Linked DNA regions of Arachis hypogaea: region 2 is linked to region 1. Evidence: chromatin contacts called from public Hi-C data. All regions are on one chromosome and are shown on one strand. The core of a region is the stretch at or near the end of the contact, and the rest is flanking DNA. Distances in the headings are between cores, read along the strand shown. Region 1 overlaps LOC112727281. Region 2 holds the start of LOC112727283 (UDP-glucuronic acid decarboxylase 1).

Region 1 (3,452 bases), core at 571-3,070:
TATATTTTTTGTTCTATTTCATAAGAAACAAACAATCATGCGGATAGTTTGAGTTCCATCACCTATTAACCTTTGTTGTTTGCACGTTGGGCTTACTATATCTTTCCATCAGTATGGATTGTACTCAATTTAGAAAATGGAGATCAATTAGTATTGTTCTATATTATTTGTTTGGTGTATCTATTTTGTAACAGTAGCATCCAACTAGTTTTGGAATAATAAGATGCACTGTAAATGCATTTCTAGGTCTATATCTTTTTTTTGGGGTTGATGGCTTACTTTTAAATTTTCGGTCAATTTGTCTATTAAATGTTACAAGTTAAATTTGATTATTTAATCATAACTATATCCTGAGTCGCTATTACCTCATAAATCATAATTACATTGACTACATTTAATTATTTAATAATAATTTGACTAAATCATCTATGACTTCATAATTTCCACATCATTCTCCTGCCAATTTTGTTGATGGTTTTGAGCTTATATATCATAACAATCTCTTGCTAATCTTGTATGTGTGATCAAACTGATAATTGTGATTTGAATCAAATAGCTGTTTGACATGACAAATCACCAGCATATATATATGAATTTGATGCTCTCATACTCCTGGCTGTTGTGCTTGACTGAAGGAAATTATTCTAATCTTTCGTTGAGACTTTTATCTTTCACTCCATTCCATTGTTCTAATGAAACATTATTATTTACAGGGCTCCGAATGCAGCTCCAGTTGCTGAAGTTGGAATCTGAAGGATATGCGGAGGGCTCTGTGCTAATTTCAAGCGATGAAGAGTGTGGGGAAGGATCTACTAGATTGTCAGAAGACAATCGATTATGCAGAACTGAAGATAGCTGGGAGTCTTCCTACATTATTGATGTGTTGTCTGAATCTGGCATCGATGGCGCTCAACCTGATCCAAATTTTGAATTTTGGCATTCTCTGGAATCCCCTGTAAGTCTCTCAGTGTTTAATGAACTTGAAAAGAGGTACTGTGATTGGACCACTTGTTCAAGGTCTGAAAGACGGTTGCTTTTTGACCGCATAAATTCCGGAATTGTCAAGATCCACAATCAATCCATGAACTTGCAGCCATGGGTGAGCCGTGCAACAACAAATGTTGGTTCTAAACTGATCGAAAATCGGATCCAAGATGGTCTTTTCAGGTTGCTGGGAAGCCAGGGAAAAGTGAAGGATGATGCTTTGGGGAAGGTGTTGGTTAAGGAACCACAGTGGTTGGACTTAGGAGATGAAATTGATGTAATAGGTAGGGAAATTGAGAGATTGTTGTTAGAAGAACTAGTAGCAGAGATAGCTGGTGCATAGAAAATTTTGTACCGGGGCCATTATTCGTTCTTAGGAAGTTTCCCTATATTGTAAATCAAAGTTTCACAATGTTAAATTTCATCAGAAGATGAATAAAGGGATCATAATGTTTCTTCCCAAACCCATTGGGCATTAGATGAATGATTATGACTATCTGAGAATGTGGACAAGTTTACATGGCCCTTTCATGGTGCATGTGGATTTCAAGGTTGCATTTAAGGCACTACGTGATAGACATAAAAGCCAGAATTTTTGTAGCTACATTAAGGGGTAGGGACTAGGGGTAGCAGCATATAACGACAATATTCAAATAACAACGCAACTCAAGGTGAATCAAATTATCAAATCATGCCAACGGTGTAATCTGCAAGAATTGATGGCGATTGACAAAGGCAAATGAAAAAACGTATTTGTTTCTTTCTACATATACTTCGGGCCTTACAGGTACTGTCACTATCACTATTTATAGGTCAGCATCTCGTAACGCTTCTAAAAGTGTAGTGTAACTAGTACTGTACAAAAATACATCAAAGAAATCTGACTTGAGGTTTCCTCTCCTTAGTGCGGACTTGATGACAATAGAAAATAGATGAACTCACCCAACTTGTTAAACAATCTCGTGGGAGAAAGAAAAAAAAAAGGGAGAAAATTGATGAACTTGCTTACTACTGAACCTATACAAGGTTATAAAGCATTCTAAGTTGCCCGAGTTATTCTATTTTCCATTTTACCCATTAGTGCCATGCATAAATAATTAAATACCATTTAGAAAGTTTGTTTTTTTCTGCCTTCATATTTTATAGCAATGTTGACGGTCACATGGAGTTGTTTTTCTTTTCACCAAATATGTAGCATTCCTTAGTTAATGAGAGAAACGGATAAGTAGTCCCAACGGAGAAGTAGCACAAGTGGGAGAAATGTGCACTCACACACAGTTAAGTCTGAGGGTACAATTGCTGGTCCAAATTTTTGGACCATTGTTGTTATGGTCATGGACCTAACGTCTCAAGTAAGATGGCTGCTATCTCCAAATAAAAGGTGAATTTCGCTGCTATTTTCTGTGTAAATAATCAATTCAATTATGTTTGATGATCTTCTAGTAGTGATTCTTTTGTAAACACAAGTTAACTGCTTCAGTGCTTTATTTATCTATACGTGTTACTTATAATGTCAACACACTTTTGTAACTGCTTGTTTTTAGTATTTTCAATTCTTTCTTCCAATTAGGTCTTCTTTTAAGCACCATCTGAATTAACTTTCCATTTCTATCTGTCGGTATTTGTGCCAAGGTTAGGTCTCTGCATTGTTTGAAGTTGATTGCCAATTTCGTGTGGGATCTATGAAAGGAGCCTTTGCATGTTCCAATTATCCAGATCCCAGATATCATTCAAATAAGAAAAAGTCTTGGAACCAATTCTACTATGAGCTAACTTGAACAACATTTAAAAAATTTTGATTTTAAAATTTAAAAAATTAAGATTAGGTTTAGATAAAATTAGGGTTAGATTTAAGTAAATGGAGTGAAATGTTTTTTTTGTTTTTTTTCCTCTGGTGGGTCTTAAAATACGGTCTAAATAGAAGTTGGATAAAGTTGGTTGGACCCCTATTTGATTACCTAACGAAGATGTTCACAGAAATACATGTATATATGCAATATGAATAAAAGAAACTTTTTGTGACTACAAACTAGACATTGACCGGTTATAAAATGCCAAAGAGGAGAAAAGTCATCATAAAGGCAAGAAGACATTTGTTTTTTTTTTTTTTTTTTTTTTTTTTTTTTTTTTTTTTTTTTTTAAAATATCAAAAGAATAAAAAATACCGAAAATGAAAGAGTATGTCAAACAGTTGTACATGTCTGTATATTACAGGGTCTTGTAGGGTGGTTGTCAATGTTCCATTGCTTTTATGGTGTAACGGTTATCCTATCCGAACTTTTGAATTTAGATCCCATGTGCAATCCCTTCACGAGTCACCATCAACAAACTGGTGTGTGTACTACATTCATTGCTAACAAGTAACAACAATTCTAGCATTCCTTCATTCATTAGTTTAATTGTTAATTGCGATTAAGTTTGCATTTTTTTGGCTTTAGGTTTCATACTTTGTTGCTACCTATATGGAG
Region 2 (3,368 bases), core at 296-2,795, 170 kb after region 1:
CCAGTATCCAGTAATTACTACCTAAGATCTATTAATGCAGTTTGAAAAACTATGAATGTCTCTTACCACAAGTTTTATCAATTTCTATGACTCAACTTAAAACCACCAAAGAGGGGACAGACTTACCTCTCACATTCACTGTAATAATAAAAATAATAATAATCTCGATACATTGACAGTGTAAAACTCATTTAATCACACCATTCTTCTGGATGACCATTTACGTGGTCAAAATAAAAGGTAGTTATTTAAGCTGATGTGGTATTACGTAATTGGATGCATGGATAAAATTGTTTTAGACTGACACTGAATCAAATTAAATTCATAATTTCTTAACGGCTTGATTTTATTACCTAAAATCTCATTAACGTAGCTTGAAAAACTATGATGGTTTCTTAGCACTAACTTTTGTACTTACCACAGATTTTATTACTAGAATTCTATCCGTTCTTGTGACTCCAATTAAGGGAAAAGGGAACAAACTTACTCTAAACTTAACTATCACAATCAATCACTACAAGTCTATAACAAAATAAATAAATAAATAAATAAGGATATGATAGTCTTGACAGGGTTATACTTGTAATGAACAGGGGAAGCAGGACAAGCAAGGTGATAGATCTGATCCACCTCCAACAGTATAGGCTCAACGACGTCGTGTCGAATCAGCTCAAACCTAGGGTTTCCAAGCAAATGTACCAAATTGTCCTTCCTCCCGGTGAAAAAATTATCCACCACAATCACCTCATTCCCTCTCCCAATAAGCTTATCAACCAGATGGCTCCCAACGAACCCAGCCCCACCGGTAACCACCACCCTCAGCCTCCTGGCGCCAATCGCCGCCGGAACCCGCCCAGCAACCGCGTTCCTTCTCTCGAGCCCGACGCCGCGGAGGTCGTGGCGGGTGGTGAACCCGCTCCGGGTGTACGGATGGGCCTCGGAAGGCCCAATTCTCGAGAGGATGGGCTGGATTATGAAGAAGGTCGAGCCAATTAGGATTCCGATGAGGGTGAAGAGTAGGCGCTGTTCTCTTAGAAGGTAGTTAATGGATCTTGGTAGGGATCTATTGTGTTTTGGGAGTTTTGGTGGGTAAGGGCCATATTGGTTTGAATTATTGTTATTATTACTATTCGGCATCTCCAGCCTGTGATTCAGCTTTGGCTTCATTCTTTTGCTTCCTTCTTTCTTTCCGAATTTAAATGCAGTGTTCGTGTGTGTGCGTAATGTAATGTGTTGTATGGGTGAAGGTAAAATTTGGAGTGGTTGCAGTGAAAATTGAAATGCTTCTTCTGTTTGTGTCGGTGAATGTGAAAGAGAGGCTATTTGGTAAAAAGAAATGTGATGTGAATGTGAAAGGGAAAGGGAAATTGAGTGAGTGGATGGGAGGGTGGTGATATTTTAGTTTTAGGAGCTGGCGTATGCATGCAAGTGTTTCAGAGTCAGGCTTATATTTTGTGTGTGTTATGTGATCTGATGTGAATTGTGATGTAATGATGTGGGGCAAATGTATTGTTCTTTTAAAAAATAAATAAATAAAAAGGTTTCTTTTTATTGAGTGTGTTGATGTTAATCGGTGATTGTTGTTGGTAGGGACAATGGAAAGCGTGAAATTGAAGATGAGTAAAGGAGTTAGACCCTCCCTGTTTGCGGCTTTTGGATGAGTTGAGTGACCAAATGCGATTAGGGTAAATGGGTAATTGTCTTGATCTTTTCATTTGCGAAATCTAATTATCATCGTATTATGATTTAAGAGTATACCCATTTTAAAATTCTTTTATATTTAGTTGAGTGTTTTTTTTTAAAGTAAAAGCTCAACACAACAAGTGGAGTATAAGACAATAACAGACCAAGTATGGACAACAGACTAAATCACACTCATGTAGCACCAATAGATACCTTCTGTCACCTTCGGCAATACTATCAACAACAGAAGGGATCCACACCTAATCACTCCTTGTAGTTCATGAACGACTGTTGAACAACCTCATCAACCCCTGTTCCTTTATTTTGAAAGATTTTTCTATTCCTTTCTAACTAAATATTCCATACAATCGTACAGAAACATACCATCCATCTCTTGCGCTCTTGTTTACCAGTTGGAAGCTCAGTCCAGCTTTAGAATTTGAGTGTTAAAGGGAAAAAAATTTAGATTCTCTGAATTTGAATTTTTATTTTAGAGAATAAAATGTAATCTCTCACCATTTATTTTATAAATAAGATAAAAAATATGAAAAAAATTATTTAAGAAGATCACACTTTATTTTCTAAAATAAAATTTAAAATGTAGATAATTCAAATACAAAAAAGATAATAGTAGTACGTGAATTTTATGCTGTGAACAGTGCCAATATCAACTACCTCACTATATAATTCTATGATTTGATGTGTTAGAATTCTTCCATGTGTTTCAAAAGTCGCACATACGTATTCATCGTGTATAACCTAGTGATGCGTAAGCATCTTTTCTTAGTAAATTTGTATTTAATTTGTTTAATTTAATCAAGAATTAATTATCTTTTAGCCACTATGGATGTTAATTTGAGTCGTGTGCAATTCTATTTATTTTAGGTAGCATTTGGCTGGATTTGATGGAGTCTCCACAGAAAAAGAGAAGAAGGCGAATGATGTTGTCAACCCTGGCCTCTCTGCACTCAAACCTGAATAACTCGAGTTACAGAAGTTCAATGGACGTGATTTTAGTGGCGTTGGAAAGCTAACTTTCAGAGCTTTCCAACGATATATAATAGTCGACACTTCTCTCCCACCAATTCGACCAAGGCTGCGCCTAACTTGGGACAAGACAACAACAACAACACGCAACCATAGGCGTGACTCCTCAAGTAAGGCGCACGAATTCTCCAAGTAAGGCGCAGAATCATTCAAGTGAACTCAAAACCATGCGGCCAAACTCAAATAAGGCGCAAGGTATCCTTGAGTTAGGCGCAACACATGAGCTTGGATAGCCATTCCTCACTGCACCCTTCAAGTAATGCGCAATGTTAAGCCAAGTTAGGCGTGCCTTCCTACGTAGCAAGTGGTCCCCATTCATCAATTGAAGACGCGCGGATTGTTTAATTAATTCTGATTTAAACTTTATTTTTATTTTAAAATAGGAAATGATATTATTTTAGTTTTAGAAAATAGATTTTAAACTAATTAGGATTAGATATAAAAGAGAAAAGAAACTTCTCTTCGGGGATTATTCCACCTCATTACAAATTTACATTTTAAGAGAATCCTAGTTTCCACTCTGAACCATGAGCAACTAAACCTCCACTGTTAAGGTTAGGAGCTCTGTCTATTGTATGGATTGATTCTACTGATTTTCTATTTGAATACATGTATTGATTCAAATAATTCAAGAATTA

The links. A called contact is a pair of places that touch in the nucleus more often than the background predicts.
Region 2: a Hi-C map of an unstated tissue shows a contact between it and region 1, with 3 times the contacts expected there. The contact joins the promoter of LOC112727283 here to the enhancer-like site in region 1. A contact is called at or near these places in 2 of 8 Hi-C or Micro-C datasets (leaf and an unstated tissue).

The regions. Positions count from the first base shown.
Region 1 is chr12:32,413,696-32,417,147 of arahy.Tifrunner.gnm2.J5K5, forward strand. LOC112727281 reads left to right here. Exons shown (of 5, transcript XM_025776963.3): 5 at 714-1,448. The coding sequence ends at 1,327. Among protein-coding and RNA genes, the nearest start is that of LOC112727281, 8.0 kb to the left of the region's middle. Within about 2 kb of position 1,821, at least 1 of the 3 cell types and tissues checked has open chromatin away from gene starts, as enhancers often do.
Region 2 is chr12:32,583,931-32,587,298 of arahy.Tifrunner.gnm2.J5K5, forward strand. LOC112727283 (UDP-glucuronic acid decarboxylase 1) reads right to left here and starts at 1,546. Exons shown (of 7, transcript XM_072209152.1): 1 at 554-1,546. The coding sequence starts at 1,167.